2 separate regions of the Pan troglodytes genome follow, and region 1 is linked to region 2. Evidence: chromatin contacts called from public HiChIP or PLAC-seq data. All regions are on one chromosome and are shown on one strand. Each heading gives the region's core, a stretch centred on a gene start, on an enhancer-like site or on the middle of the called end of the contact. The rest is flanking DNA. Distances are from core to core; before and after follow the strand shown. Region 1 holds the start of LOC134810104. Region 2 holds the start of MARCHF3 (membrane associated ring-CH-type finger 3).

Evidence for each region. HiChIP or PLAC-seq counts read pairs in DNA pulled down with a chosen protein or histone mark.
Region 1: a contact with region 2 is called in an H3K4me3 HiChIP or PLAC-seq map of stem cell-derived excitatory neurons, with 2.9 times the contacts expected there. The contact joins the promoter of LOC134810104 here to the promoter of MARCHF3 in region 2. A contact is called at or near these places in 1 of 7 Hi-C or Micro-C datasets (stem cell-derived neural progenitor cells) and 1 of 1 datasets of contacts at active chromatin or transcription factors (stem cell-derived excitatory neurons).

What each region holds. Positions count from the first base shown.
Region 1 is chr4:125,058,869-125,061,594 of NHGRI_mPanTro3-v2.0_pri, forward strand. LOC134810104 reads right to left here and starts at 1,269. Exons shown (of 3, transcript XM_063811502.1): 1 at 236-1,269. The coding sequence starts at 781. MEGF10 (multiple EGF like domains 10) reads left to right here and starts at 634. Exons shown (of 25, transcript XM_016953721.4): 1 at 634-714.
Region 2 is chr4:124,793,753-124,796,452 of NHGRI_mPanTro3-v2.0_pri, forward strand. It overlaps MARCHF3 (membrane associated ring-CH-type finger 3), which reads right to left and starts at 1,270. Exons shown (of 5, transcript NM_001280477.1): 1 at 849-1,270.

The sequences.
Region 1 (2,726 bases), core at 19-2,518, 270 kb after region 2:
CCTGACACCACTGAGGACCCGCCGTCCACTCCAGTTGGCCGCTCGGGCGCCGGCCACCGTCCCACAAATCCTTACAGAGGGTCTAGAACACCTCCCAGGGACTCTGACGAGGGACTTGCACCCAACGTGGGTTGGGAATCAGGCGGGCACCCACTCTGACACCCCTTCGGTCACCCCCTGCGGTGACCCCAACATTTGCTAACTTCGCGACCAGGCCTTTGGCGGGGTCACCCACCAGGCGGTGGAAGCCGCTCAGGCAGGGGCGACTCACGATCGAGGTGCAGCAGTCAGGCCGGGAAGATCCTGCATGTTGCGCTTGGGACTGCGCGCGGCGCCAAGCTACAACCCCCCAGCGGCCACTGCCCCGGCAGCAGCAGCTGCAGCAGCGGCAACTGCTCGAATCCCGGCCCCGGCTCGGGTTACCCGCCCCCACCCCCTCCAGCATCTCGGGCCAGACAGAGAAAACCTTGTTCAAGTTTGCAGCAAGTACTTTCCCGGTGCGCAAAACTGGGCGACTGGGAACGCGTTGAGACGTTCCTCTTTCCCGCTTCTCCACCTTTACGCCTGAAAGAAGACTCCCAAAGATCGCTTTCTTCTGGGACGCTGCTTGGACGCTAACCGCGTTGATTGGAACAGATTTTGTGTCTTGGCTGGCTTTGGGTGAAGACCGGGGAGAAAAGGTTGCGCTGCGATTCTCAAGATCTCTGGACCTGGGTAAGAGTCGGGCAAACTCAACTCCGGCGGCTGCTGGACCTTGGCCGGACGCCGGAAGGCTTCTCATGGGCGGGGGTCACATTTTCCTTAGCCAGGGTACCGGGGTGCGGCGTGAGGTGGGGCGAGATGGGCTCAGTCTGCGTTGTTCATGGGCTTCTTAAGGGTTTATTGTTGTTTGCATTTGGTTTTGTTACATGGGATTGTGTAGGAAAATCCTGGAGTATTTTTGATGGAGAGACATCCTCATTACGCATTTTATTTTGCATAATTCCTGCCCTTGTATTGCCTTACCTTGTGTTTGTTTCATTTTGCCGGGCGATATAGCTGGATGTAGGGAGATTTGTGGGGAATCGGACTGAGCTTGAAAGGCAGTTTCAGCTGGGCCCTTTCTTCTAGGTCAGTTGAACTTCCTTTCTGGGATCTTCACTGTTCTCTAAACTTCTCTTTCTCCCGTCCTTGGTATTCAGATTGTGCAGATAACGCTCTAGGCTGGCGGGATGCTCCCCCTTCCTGAGTTCTCAGCGATCAGTAGGGGTGTGAGGTCGCAGTCTTAGACCAAAGGGGCCTTGTCAGTATGCTTGGCTCCTTAAGGAGTGCTGGGAGGGACGGTTTTTCAAGTGATAGTTACTTAAGAAAGATAAATCCGGTGTTGATCTTTTTCTTTTAAATTCCTTGTTAGAGGACTTTTACGCCTGGTTTAAGGAAGTGTTTTGGCCTTAATTTTCTTTCTGGAAGTATTTTTCTTAGTGACACCACTGAGCAAATGAATGATGGCAATATCTTTGCTGCTGCTTTAGAAAATATCCTCATGCAAGGACCCACATTGTTTAGGAGAAAGTCAAAGTTGGAGATCTTATTAGCCAAAATTAGCCATTATTATTGTTCTTAGGCTGTGATAACCATGCTGTGCCAAGGCAGAAGAGAATGACATTTCTTCTTGTTCTTCTTGCCTTACTCCTTTATATCCTGGGTCTCACTTTGTGTATAGGGTTCCCAAATAAAAATGCTTCATTCCTTATGGACAGAAATACTGGGGCCAACTTATATTATCCAGAAATGTCATCTTCCTGACACGAGTGCTCCAAGAGGTCAGCTTGCAGGGAACTTTTAATTTTACCACTGAGAGGTCAAAGAGTTCAGTTGGTAAACTCTGGGCACCCGCCAGCCTGGGTTCAGCTCACAACTCTGCCACTTTTCAGTTCTGTGATTTTGGGGTAAGTTACTTAATCTGTTTATCCACATATGTAAAATCAAAATGATAATAATAGCACTTACATCAGACAATTGTTAAAGGGATTAAGTAAGTTAATGCATGTGAAGGACTAACAAGCCTGACACATAGTAGGCACAAATTAGCTTTATTATTATTGTATAGCTAGCATTAACTATTGTTGTATCCCTCTAGTATAGCTTCTATTAGCTGTCAGTAAGTGCTAGCTATTATTCCTATTTGGATGGACTTTGAAGACTGTGCTCATCTGTAAGCTTCACTACCACCTATTGTCAAACTTAGCTCAGACATGATCTTTGTATTGCTTTTTTGTTGTGGCACTTTCAGTTGGAAAAATAAAGGTGTATATGGCAGAGCTGGAATTTATAGGGTGGTGGGTCATGGATGGGCACCAAAGACTACTTGGAACAGGTGAGGAGGTGGGAAATCTACACTCAGTTCACAGCGTGTATACCTCCTTGGAAATCCTTTGCATTAATATACTTTCTTTAACCTATTTTTTAGAGGTCACTCATTTGTTCAGTAAGTATTTATTAAACATCTATTACATGTCAAGCACTGTTTTAGGTTTTATATTTTAAAAATGGCTATGCATGAGTATTGGCTTTATGTGCCTCCTCCCATTTCAAGTGTGTGACCTAGCACTCTATAAATTAAATCCCAAGTATTTTTAGCTACACAATTTCCATACCTGTTAAAATGCTCATAAGAGCACATAAAAAGCACGTATCATTGAGAAATTGAACAACATATTCCTTATGACCTCAAGCAGATTGCTTTT
Region 2 (2,700 bases), core at 20-2,519:
CAGGCAGATGCAGACATGCTTACGCATACACACTCACTAACACCCCACAGCTCAGAGGATCCATCTCTGTGACCCAAGGGAAGTTCAAGGCTGAATTTCCCCTTCATATATTTACCTCATTCACCTTTTAATTTTATATATACACACACTCACACATACACACGTATATATGTGTGTATATGCGCATCTACATCTTCATATACACATACAGAACTATATATCTCAACATTTTCATGTATTTTCAAAGGTCTAAACATCCCCAAATTCTGGACCTGTTTCTGTCTAGTATTTTCAAAAGCTCTTATTCATGTCAAATAAGAATTATAAGAAAATATCGTATTGAATTCTATTTAGTCCGCACATAATATAAACTACATGCATGTAGTTGGTCTCAGAAAAACAAGCTGCTTTTACCCCCTTACCATTAAGGGGGAAAAACAATCTAACCCAGACCGAGTCACAAACGGAGTGTCAGGTTTAACCTTGAGTTCTCTGCTGTCAATTCCTGACTCAACTTCATCACTTAAACACGCAGGTGCTCAAACAAACACCAACCGACCAGGCTGGCAATCCCTTTCGCAGCCTCTAGGATTCTCCAAGGCTCTGGGCACCAGAACCGACAGCAGCTCCCGCCTGGTCCTAACGAAGTCCTTCGGACACCCCTTGCGGGTGGATGTGGAGGTCCGAGCACCTCAGGAGGGTCATGGATTCAAGTGCTAATAGAAAGCAATTACTTTAGAAAGTTCAAAGCCCAGCAGTGCTCTCAATTCCTCTCAGTAGCTGCAGAGCACTGAAGCCCCCGCTACAGAACCCGGCTGGTACTCCAGTTCTCTGGCGCTGAGACCCACCTTGAGCCCGATGAGCGCTCGCTCAGCCTGGAGATCCAGACGCGGACGCCGGGTCTTACCGTACCGCACAGCGCGGGTAATTTTTCAGGAACCGTGGTCCGCACGCCGCGGGCGCGGAGGCCGCCCCAGCGCTCCATGTCGTTGCCGCAGAGGGGCAGGGGACGCGTCCCGGCCCCACCTACCCATGTCAATTACGCCAAGTTGGTGCGGACTGGAACCGCGTCCCGGGCGGAGTTGGGATGCTTTGACAACAAGAAGTTCGGGAGTGGGGATATTGGCACGGAGTAAACCCCGCCCAGCCTTGACCTCCCCACAGCGGTCACGCTCGGACGAACGGACCGCCGAGCGCCAGGACGCGTCCCGTCCCCTCTCGCCGCCGCCGAACCGCGCCGAGAGGAGCCGCTAGCCCGGCGCGCGGCCACTCACCGTCCTCGCCGAGTCCCGATAGCAAACCGACGTCCCTGCTGCGGTTCTAAGTGCCAAGTTGCCCCCAGTCGGTGGCTGCTCACGGCCCAGTGGACCAGGGCACATTGGTTCCGGCGGGCACCTCAGGGGGAGTGCGGCAAGCCTGGCGGCCGCCGCGGCTACACAGTCGCCCACAGCGCGCTGACAATTCACGGACCTGCTCAACGAGTGAGGCGGAAAGCAGGGCTAAGCAAACCAGGCTCTGGAGGGGAGGCGGGGCCGCCGCTAGGGGCGGAGCCAGCCCCGGGGCGTCATCAGCCCATGACTGGCGGAGCCGACAGCCAGTCGTGGTGGCGCTGGGACCGCCCCGTAACCGCCGTCCAGTCGCCTGCGGCCGAGGGCAGGCTGGCGAGACGCGCCGGCGGCGGGGAAGTTGGTTATTGCGAAGTGCCGTGGCTGCCGGCGGGCGCTGCGGGACTCTCTGCAATGGGACCCGAGCAGCTCTGGAGGGAGGCGGCGGCCCCAGAAGGCCGTTGGCTGAGAGAGACCAGGAGCCCTCGGAGCCGCCGCGCGCATAGCGCTGTGGAGCAAGAAGCCAACCGCAGCGCGGGTCGACACGCCAGTATCTGGCACCGGCAGGAGGCGCGGAACTTAGCTGCCCCATCGGAACCCCGCCCGGAGGAAGCTGAGGGCCCAGAAAGGATGAATTCCGGACCGGGTCGCCCAGCCACAAGTGGAAACCTGGGCTCTCTGGAAAACGTTCTGATCTCGATCTGGCTATCTCTGAAACAAAACTCCAGCCCCGCAAACCTCCCAAAGTTCAGTACACGTCCCCGTCCTCACCCCTGCCCTCCGGGCCACCGGCAGCGGGGGACTTACCGGCGCCTCGGGTCTCCTCCTCCCGACCCAGCGCGTCGCGGACACAGCTGGCGGCCAACAGGAGGCTTGGGCGCTCGACGGCGCCAGAACCTGTGAGACCGTCGCTCTGGGCGGGCTGCCGTGCAGGGTGGCATCCTCTGCGGTGACTTCTGCTGTCTTTTGGGTCCGCCAGGATTCCAAAATCCCAGGCGGGTCGCTAGAATTATCCATCTTCGTGGACAGGAAGTCCCAGAACGAACCACATCTGTCCCACTCTGCTTCCGCCCTCCTTCCCCTTCGCAAGCTCCTGGCTGGGATGGAGACATCGGACGAGCTCGGAGATCCCGACCTCTCAGGGGTCACTCGCGGCCGAACAACCTGGAATATGGCCTTGTGGGCCCTTCCCGCCCAACCCCCTAGGACCCCACTGCTCATCTTGTCAACCAGTTTCTGAGCCCCTACCCTGGCTGCAGCACGTGCTCGCACAGGCGCGCTGAGCTACTAACATAGAATCAAAAGCAGGGAGTTGGGTGTTCTTGCTTTCCCGCTGAAACCTAGAATGTAAACAAGCCCTAGACCGTCAGCTGTG